2 separate regions of the Rattus norvegicus genome follow, and region 2 is linked to region 1. A link is a contact called in public Hi-C data. All regions are on one chromosome and are shown on one strand. Each heading gives the region's core, a stretch centred on a gene start, on an enhancer-like site or on the middle of the called end of the contact. The rest is flanking DNA. Distances are from core to core; before and after follow the strand shown.

Region 1 (5,204 bases), core at 312-2,811:
CTTGCATACATATATAACATAAAAATAAAATAATGGGTTCATAATAAAGCTCAGGGGTTAGAATGCTTGCCTAGCATTCAAGAAGATGAAAAATCAATAATCAAAATATCAAAAATCAAAATAAAGACAAATTACAACAAATATCTTTCATCAAATAAAAAGTCCTAGACACAAAAGCTCCTCCAGGCCCGCAGGCAGTGGAAGTGAAATTTGACCTTGTGTGCAGGGGCAGGAAATGCTAGCCATGAAGGAACTGGCTTTTTTCTTGGCTGAGATGCTCTGTAGTAACCAGATTGCCCTTTCGAGAAGACAGCATGATCCAGGCTGCGCTGGTCTCCTGGGAATGTTTCCTAATCATGCCAGGCTCTCTCTGCTAGCCATGTTTAATCCCACTTGTCAGTGAAGAAACTTGAAAGACAGGACAGCCAAATTGCAAACTGGAAATGAGTGACAGCCCCGCTCTGGCAACACGAGGGCAGAGGGAGGTTGAACCACTGAGTACAAAGAAAAAGGTTGATCCGGGCATTGGCTTGGCATTGTGCTTTCATCTCCACTATGTCTGACAACTCATAAGCTCTCCTGCAGCAGAAACACCCTTAGAGTCTGCTGGGCTCACATGGACACATGGTTCTCTGAAAAGGGGAAAGCAACTTTATTCACATATGTGTTCTCACAATGAGGGACGACTGTTGGTGGTGTCTGCTTTCATTACTTTAATTTAGGGCACATCTCTTGTTTGTGATTGGGGTAGGAGAAGCAATAGGATGGTGGACTAAAAGATGTCTATGATGAATACCATGTTTCCTTGATTTGAAGGAGATGGGAGAATCAAATTCAGTCATAATTCATTGACTTTAGAAAATTTTTTTTACTCACCATCAAAATAAAATTTTAAGCCAGATATAATGACACGTTTTTCATCCAAGCATTGGTGAGGCTAATTGTAGGTTGATCTCTGTTAGAGACCGGCCTGGCTAACACAGCAGCTTTCAGATCTGCCAAGGTTATATAACTAGAAGTTATCTTTAATAATAAAATAAACTTAAAAGTGAACTTGAACCTCTCCCATCTTTGTCAAATAAGCAAGGAGGGTGGAGAGGGTCTTAGACTAGTAACATGAACTGAAAGCAGAGATTGGAGATACTGAGGGAAGAGGGGACCAGCAACACAGAGCCGGGGTGATTCATGCTCATTAGAAAAAAAAAGTTAATGAACAGTTGCTTTTTTCTGGAGCTGGACTGAAGTCCTGGGCTTGGTCCCAGCATGGTAAAACCAAGCCAAATTTAATGAGAATAAACAGAAATAACTACAATCATATAAAACACTATTCTTAACAGCTTGAACTTAAAGCGATGATAACCCTTTTTACTAATTCCCCAGTGCCTTAGTTTAGAATGTTGTTCCCGAATCTGTTTTCTTCTTCTTCTTTTTTTTTCTAAATCGCCACATGTGTTTTGTATTGTTAAAGTTTCTTTCTCAAGGGCTCTCTGAATAGCTGCCTCTAATAAGCCTGTGTGGGATGCCTGTGTTTCATACCAAGACACAGCCACTTGCTGTGCAAAGGAATGACGTGAGAGCCCCGAGATAATGGAGCAGAACTTTCAGAGTACAACATTCCAAGAGGCCCTCCTCCAGGGGCTGAACAAATAAATGTCTTTGAAAACACTGTAGTCCTACTCTCCCCAGGACTCTGCACACTTGTAGCTTGTAAGCATTCTTTGCCGCATACTAACTAAGTATTATTCACCCCAGCCTCTTCCTTCCTTCCTTCCTTCCTTCCTTCCTTCCTTCCTTCCTTCCTTCTGTCTTTCCTTCCTAGCTATTAGAACAAAGAGGCAATGGCTGCCTGAACACTCCATTTTCCTACCTCATTCCTACAGGTTGTGAATCCTATTTCCTTACAGCTGTGCTCATCCGTGCACTCCCTGACCTCAATCCTATCCAGAAGTCAAATATTCAATACAGTTGTCTTTCTGGGAGAAAAAGAATAAGCCAAAGAATTTATGTCAAAGGTACAAATTGCAATAGTTGAATTTCAAATCAGATCCTATGTTGTCCAGTAGAGGGCAGCTAGCTCTGAAGTCTTAACTTCAGAAGCTAAAAACCTTACCCACTTGTATTTACAATTTAGAAAAAAAAAGAAAGAAAGAAAGAAAAGAAAAAAGAAAAACAATTAAAAAATGCCTTCCTGTCAGTTCAGTGTGCCTCCTGTGTACAGGAAAATAAATATAGCTCTTCCTGCATGCACTGGAGAACTGGAGAACATGGGGAAATGGTAGGGTGCAGAGTGTCAGAGTTATTCTATTAGAATTCCTGAGGATTAGAGCTTCTCAATCTGTGTTGTCACAAGCAACTAGGATGTTGCTTATATGTGGTATGGTTTAAGAACTTAGTAGCAATTTGGCCCCTCGATTCCATCAGTTCTGACAAAGGGTGCTGGGCATATCCTGAGTGAGCATTTTTGTGCGTATTGAGAAAGGCCAAAGGCTTAGCTATAGTGCAGGGTACAAACAGCTAAGAAAGTGGGACTGCGGCACCTACCTTTTCACTGTGCACACCTGACAACTGCTATACATACCAGAGAAATGACTGTGCCTAAAAGGAAATTATAGCTTTCTGTAATATGTGCTTAATATGTGCCTTCCAAGAAGCTTGGGGAACTCTCTGGGTGGCCAACTCTTGCAGTTATTAGCCATGTGCCCTGACCAGTGCCCTTCCTGGGGTTATTTCCATCAACTTTGCAGTGCAGTTCTTAAGACCATCCTCATCCTCTCGGAGTTTCTTGCTTCTGCATTAGCCCCGATCCCATGACAAAGCTCTCAGAAGGTCCTGGCAGTTGAACTTCATAGCTTGCACTTCATGATGATCACGACCTTGAGAAGCAAAACCCTTTCCTTCTTTCCTCCCCCGTTGAGAAGCACAAGTCAAAGATAAAAGGTAAAGGTAACATTGGGACGGGAGTTCTAATCAGCGCCCATGAGCAAAGCTAAACAAGGAAAGAACAATTACAGCCTACCCAGTATGTCCATGCAATGAGGAAAAGTCAACTTTTCAGCTGTGGATCCATGAAGCAACATCATTCAAACAACAGAGGCTACTTCAGAGCAGATACTTGCTGTTTGCCAGGTCCATCAGACCTCTTGCCTCTGGGCACAGGTAAATATTGTGCATGGACAGAGATAACTGATTGGCCCATCAGTTCAGCACTAAACCAGGAGAGGGAATCAGAGAAGGAAAATAGTGCAGGGCTCCTTCTCCCATAAAAAGTCTATGGTGATTACCATCCCCAACTGTAAACTTGGAACCAGAAAGCAAACATGACCACCAAATGTCTTTTGCTATTTTATGCATTTACTCATAAAGTTATTTCAATTATTGAGTTCTTCCTATAGGTCAGTAGTAAGGCCTGGAGTAGAAACTTATAAGGAGTCTTTTCAGGTCTCTGAAAGCATTGGTCTCATCTTGTGGAGCTGCCACAGCTGTTACTTTGAAGAGATGAGAAGGCTAAATGGCTTTACACAAGCAGACCCAGCACATGAAAACACATGGCCATTCCATTCTCTCTGTGCTTTGTATATTATCTGAGATCCTCATATCTGATTACTAAGTATCCTATCATAATTACTGGAGGTCTCTGGAGGGATCAGTGCTGAGCTACATAAATACAAGTGAAAGGTAGCCCTCTGGGCATGCATACCAGGGTACATTTAGAAAACCATGAACCACAATGGTAGGAACATTGGCCAGAAATGCAAAAAAGCTACATTTCACTTCAAGATGGCTTATCCACTAAACCTTGGGTCGACAAAGCCATGTCATAACTCCTCTTACCTCACTGTAGTTTTGCAAGGAGAGATGTTTGGCTGTACACACATGTCCATTTCAAAGATTATTTCTTATGACATTGTAAGCACACAAGGTAGTCTGGTGTTTGTGTTATCTATTCTCCCTTTGATGTAAATAATGTTAGAGGAGACAAAGCAGGGAGGAAGGGAATTAAGAAGGAAACGTAAGGCAATGAAGCTTACAGTGAAACAGTTACAGATGAGTAACGTCCAATTCTCACCCAGGTCTCACGCACATATTTATTTCAAATGTCTTTGTGATTCCCTTGAGTTGGGTTTATATAGGAGGAAGAGGATAATGAATTCTGGGCTAAAGATTGTATTCATAACAAATACAGCCAAATGGTTGGGGCTGCATAATCCTCTCAGCTTAATCACATGTGCTGTCATTTGTCTCATTGGTGATTAGGTGTATTTATGACTCTCCAAGGAGGCAGCCAGCTTCAAACTCATGTTAGAGTTTCCTACCAAGGCTTGGGAGGTGGGAATAAAACTAAATATTTGTGGCCCTTGAGAAATTTTAAACCCTCCTAGAAATATAATTTTTGTAAGTCTGCAAAATTTCAAGTAGTGAAGCCATGAGAATATAGCTGTGGGGATCAATTTCTTTACAGATCTAAGACTGCTCGTGGCTCTGAAGGTGGAAGGTGGAAAAAGAGATTCTCTCCATGGAGGAGGACAGTGTCTTTGATCTGGCTTTAACCTGCTTAGATCCAAGAAACTAAGTTGACTAGAGAAAGGCAAATTTCAAGCTTGATTTCATTTTCTTAAGTTGGGACTTTCTTGACTCCATCCAAGCATAGTCGGTGAGATTCGTTTGTGGACCACTGTGATTATCCTAACACTATGCATACCAAAACAATTTAGCTGCTAGGATTGAGTAGTAAACAATTTAGAATGTCAGCAGCGTCATATTTCCAGGAACAGAAAGTGGGAGAGAAAAGGGCTGAGGAGTGGAAAGATGACCAGAGGTAATACAACCAATTTGGAATCCTTAGACTAGCATTTTAAAGTTTCTGGTTAGTCAGAAGCTACCATAACATTCATATTCTTAAACTTCAAGCTCTAAATGTACTTATCTTAAATCTGATGATAAGGAAGGAAGTTAAGTATACTCCAAAGTTCAAATAGCCTACCAGGTACTGGCCACTCACAGAATTTGACTAGTAGACAGATTTGTGTCTAACTCACAGCACTCTGGGATGTTGGTCTTTTCTCAGTTTCTATAGAATATGGCCAGTCATGATTAGCTCCAGATGATCCTGTCCCTGGCTGTACACGTAACTAAGATACTGGAGGACTGTGATGCTTGAGTCTAGAATAAACTTGTGGGAAATTTTCAATTTTTCCCATTAGTTT
Region 2 (4,925 bases), core at 1,562-4,061, 280 kb after region 1:
ATCCCCAACTGTAGATGAATTCCTCACCCACAGCATGTTGCCCATGCTGTAGTAAAACACTAAGGAGTGAAACAGGATTCAGGTCTTTCTACGCTTCCATTGCACAAAGTTAGCCAAAGTGTCTTTCTGCATCGTTCCTCTTTACAAAATGCTTTAACGTTTTGCTCTCCCGGGTTCCTTAATGGAACTGGATAAACAATGTTTTCTCTTTCTTCATCATCTAGACAATACATAATAAGATAGATAAAGCAGTTACATGAGATGCTTAGAGCTGGACCTGGGAGGAGAGAGGACGGGAGGGAACTGTGAGGTATGAGCCCCCCTCATCACTGTGCTTAGCATAATTTGAGTGTTCAGCCTTTAACACTCAGCACCTTCATTATTTCCTACATTATCTTAGATTCATGTTCCTGCCCTAAGCCACAATTCTAGTAAGCCCCATTCAGCTCATGTGCATCAAAAAAAAAAAAAAATTAAAAGCTGGCAGTGCTTGGCGCCATTTCTAAATGGAGGTTAAAATTTGCCAAGGATGTACTCTCTTTCCAAGATCTTTTAAGAGATGAACTGAAGTAGAGGTTTAATGGGTGAGCGACATTTTACAACCTGAATTACGTTAAAAGCCAGAAATATTTTGGTCCAAAGTTTTATCTTTCTTTTTTTTTTCTTCTTCTTAATACAACAAGATCTAACACATTGGATACATTGAAAATCTCCTCCTAAAGCCAGAGCTCTGAGTTAATCACTTAATGGAGCTGGAGTTATTAGTCAGTATTGGAAGATCCACGTTAAAATGAAAGGATCAAGTTCAGCAACAATTAGACAAAAGATGTAGATCGCACAGTGCTCCAGGACAAGAGTGTCCAGAACTTGAGTAGGAATTGCTTCAACTTTAGATTTTGATTAAAACCGTTTCTGAGAACCTCCAGCAGCAGCCCCACATGAAGGCTGCAATAGACAGAAATCAGGGGCTGTCCTCAGTAGAGGGTAGGCTAGACCGCCTAATGCATGACACTGTATATTTCAAAACCTTCTCAACTCTCATTAAAAACCCAACAATGAACACAGCTCAGTGAAGTGGCACTTGTTGGCAAGCTTCCTGGAAACAGTTTCAAAGGTACCATGTTGTAGCCACCGTGCACATTACAGACACAACTCCATCAGGGGATGGAAGCTGCAGTTGAGATCCTCCCCCTACCCCCACCCCCACCTAACCCCCAATCCCCATTTTATAAACCTTTAACTTTTCTTCTCGCCTTCATGGTTCATGGCACGGCAGTCTAAAGAACTTTACGCGCTTTTAAATCTTCAGTTATTACCATCAAAGCTGCTTCGTTACTATTTCAGCGCATTGAAGTTTCTAGGTTTGGGCTAAACTGGGTAGCTTCCTCAGATTTCAAACATACAGGCTTCTCTGAAAATCGGAAGCTCCTGATAGAAACAGTGAGTTGCACCCTAAATCTTTTCTCAGCGACTGAAATCTCGTCCTGTTCTTCATAAAGGGAAACTCAAATCTTTATTTGAGCTCCTCCCTAGAGGAGGTCAGTCGGTGGGAAAACAGGGAGTTGTTGTCACTGGAATCTATCTATCTGATCTTCCCCAGGCTGACCATGCCAGAGAACAACTGCCCTTTCATGGGTTAGAAAAGCCTGACTCTCAAGATGCACTTGCTAATGCTGTCAGGAGATGCTGGGAAGCCTCTGCACTGAAACTTGCATCCGTTTGGTCCCCAAATAGATCCTAATACCAAAGGGCACCTTATATCCTACTGCAGTTTGCCTTCTCTGGGGTGGAACAAGGGTCTAGGAGCTCTGAATAATAATAAAATAAAAAACCCACAGATGCGACTTCTCCGTGCACCCCCAGTAAGTCTATCAGGTAAGGAAATGTCCCTTCAGTGAATTTCAGTGGGCTTGGAAATTTAACCCTTTCAGCACTGCATTAAAAATACTTTAACGCACACACCACCCCCACAGTTGGTCTTCAGTTCCACTCTCCAGTGTCATTGAAGAAATAAAAAAGATCTGCCTGTTCCGTTCCAGTTTGAACCTTTTGATCTGGAGAAGACTCTGAAGGTGGTGGTGGGGACTCCCTAGTAGGCACCATTAACTCTTGGGGGGAGGCCAGATGGGAAGACTTCACTGTGCAGCATCTCCCAAGAAAGAAACCCCTTTCCCCCAATTCTCCACCAGCTCTCACAGTGAATGGTAACCCTTTCCTTCTCTCACCCCTTTGCCCACAGTTCCACTTTACTCACGCTGCTGTTGTGGCCAGACCAGTGGACCATAGCTTGGTTGTGTGCCGAGTCTCCAGTCAGCGCAAATGTGGTGCTGGTCAATCTCAGCTCCTCCATCCGGAAGCGAGTGGCTTTGTCCGGGTCCCGCGCGCCAGTCCCAGGCCCCTGCTGCCCTCCATCCCTTAGCATGTCCCGGCGGCTCCGACTCGTACCCTCTCCGGGTTCAGTCTTCTCAGGATCCATTCCACTCCGTCTCCTACGGCCAGAGCGTGAAGCGGTCGCCACTGACACCCTGCTGCCCCCAGCTCGCTCCAGAAACAGCGCCCGGTCCCCGGGGGCCACTGCGAACAGGGGTCTCATGAAGAGGGGCGGGGGCGTGGCAGGAGCCCGACCCAGCGGTCCGGGGTAAGAAAAGCCTCTTGGGGTAAGGGTCCAGCGTGGGGTCGAGCTAGGGTGTTGCGGAGGGCAGCAAGAAAGGCTGCTGCAGATGCCAGGGGCTAAGAGCATCAGAAGCCCGGCTCCCGTTAGGAGCGCGCTAAGCGCGGCCGAGGAGCCGTCCCCGGCGCCAACTTTTCCCATCTCTGGAGCGGAGAGGAGCGGAGAGGGGGTCCCGAACCGAAGGCAGGCAGCGGAGCGAGGCACTGGGCTGACGGCGGCAGGGTGTGCGCTCAGGACCACAACTCCATCCAAGTTGGGCGGCGGCGGGGCGCGCGGAGGCGGCGCCGGGCAGGTGCCTGCCGCTCGCCCAGGCTGGGCTTGTGAGGAGCGCGCGGGTTGGGACGGAGCTGCGAGCCACCGCCGCCGCCGCCGCCGCTGCGCGGGGGTGGAGCCGAACTGAAGTCACGGGCAGAGAGGGCGCCGCGCGCCGGCTGGCGACGCGGGAGGGAGGGCGGGCTCTGCCAGGGCTCCGGGCGCTGCGTCCCGCCGGCGAGCTGCGCTGTGTACAGGGAGGCGGGCGCGGGCTGTGCTGTCCCCGACCCTCCCCAAGGAGCGCAGAGTCCCCGCAAGCAGCCAGAGTACCCTTCCTCTGGGGACGAGCAGCTCCTTGCTCCCTGAACAGGCGCTGTGAAGGGTTTCCTATTCCTGTTTTCTCTTCTCTACTCTTTGGTTGTTCCCCCTCTCTTCTCCTTTTCTTGTCTTTTCCAGTTTAGAAGATGAGTGGGTTCTTGCTCTCTCTCCCTGTTAAACTGGGCGAGTTGGCATCTAGTCCTTACTTTGTGTGCCCCAGCCTGCAGAGGATCTCAGAAGGCAGCAGAGAGTGCTGCAATAAACTCTGTGTGTGTGTGTGTGTGTGTGTGTGTGTGTGTGTCCTGCTCAGTCTATATGTGTGTGTGTGTGTGTGTGTGTGTGTGTGTGTGTGTGTGTGTGTGTATAGTTGGGGAGGTCCCCCCACCCCCTTTGTGATTCCTCCTAGACTCCTTTCCAGGTTTTTTTTTTCTTTTTCTTTTTTTATTAACTTGAGTATTTCTTATATACATTTCGAGTGTTATTCCCTTTCCCGGTTTCCGGGCAAACATCCCCCTCCCCCCTCCCCTTCCTTATGGGTGTTCCCCTCCCAACCCTCCCCCCATTGCCGCCCTCCCCCCATAGACTAGTTCACTGGGGGTTCAGTCTTAGCAGGACCCAGGGCTTCCCCTTCCACTGGTGCTCTTACTAGGATATTCATTGCTACCTATGAGGTCAGAGTCCAGGGTCAGTCCATGTATAGTCTTTAGGTAGTGGCTTAGTCCCTGGAAGCTCTGATTGCTTGGCATTGTTGTACTTTTGGGGTCTCGAGCCCCTTCAAGCTCTTCCAGTTCTTTCTCTGATTCCTTCAATAGGGGACCTATTCTCAGTTCAGTGGTTTGCTGCTGGCATTCGCCTCTGTATTTGCTGTATTCTGGCTGTGTCTCTCAGGCTTTCCAGGTTTTCTTAAGCGCTCTCAGGTACTGAAAGCAGTCACACTTGACAGCACAATTAAAGTGAAGATTCCCCAAGTATTTTGGAGCTGTATACAACTTGGCTTCCTTAAGAGACCACGAACTCCTTGGGAAAAGGGAAACTAACTCCGAAGAAGTGACCTGTTTGCCATTTTGTTCTCAGTGTTTGGGAACAGTGCACTGAATGGTAGGAACTGTAGGTGATTGGCTTGGTGGGTATGTGTTGTGAGTTTGTTATCGATCTGACCATCAACAAATACAGGAAAGGCTTTGTATGCTTCTGCGTCTAGTCCAGGGTTGCTAACACATGCATTCAGATCCCCCTGAGCAAGCCAGTGCTTGAAGGTTGGTGTTTGCTGTGGGACCTCGGGCAATTGAGCTTCCCACATATTAAATTAAGTGGTTGCATTAGATGACCTTTAAAATCCTTTGTGATCCTAAACTTCTGTAATTATGTGATTATAATATCAGTCTACCCAAGATCCCCTGCCACTGTTCAGAAATTGAGGGAATGATTTATAGTAAGTGAGAGGACTTTGGAAATTGCAGTTTCTCAAAAGCCAAGCCTTTTTTCAAATTGTTAGTTGATTTCAAGTTTCAAAATGCCATTGAATCTTTTTACCATTTCCATGCACTAAATAATATCTTCTTGAGTACATGAGGATTATGAAATTATTGAAGGAATACTTATGGATTGAATAAACAGATGTTATAAAATAGTGTCAATTCCCATTTGCAGTTTGATTTTTGTTTAGTTTTGCATTTGGAATCTT

The links. A called contact is a pair of places that touch in the nucleus more often than the background predicts.
Region 2: a contact with region 1 is called in a Hi-C map of Schwann cells, with 5 times the contacts expected there. The contact joins the promoter of Sorcs1 here to the enhancer-like site in region 1. A contact is called at or near these places in 1 of 12 Hi-C or Micro-C datasets (Schwann cells) and 1 of 1 datasets of contacts at active chromatin or transcription factors (oligodendrocytes).

What each region holds. Positions count from the first base shown.
Region 1 is chr1:259,252,735-259,257,938 of GRCr8, forward strand. The region is part of intron 3 of Sorcs1 (sortilin-related VPS10 domain containing receptor 1); the gene reads right to left. Among named protein-coding and RNA genes, the nearest start is that of Sorcs1, 280 kb to the right of the region's middle. Within about 2 kb of position 1,562, at least 27 of the 93 cell types and tissues checked have an H3K27ac peak or open chromatin away from gene starts, as enhancers often do. A contact at or near this core is called in Schwann cells, where this site is marked.
Region 2 is chr1:259,532,675-259,537,599 of GRCr8, forward strand. It overlaps Sorcs1 (sortilin-related VPS10 domain containing receptor 1), which reads right to left and starts at 2,812. Exons shown (of 26, transcript NM_001191563.1): 1 at 2,255-2,812. The coding sequence starts at 2,812.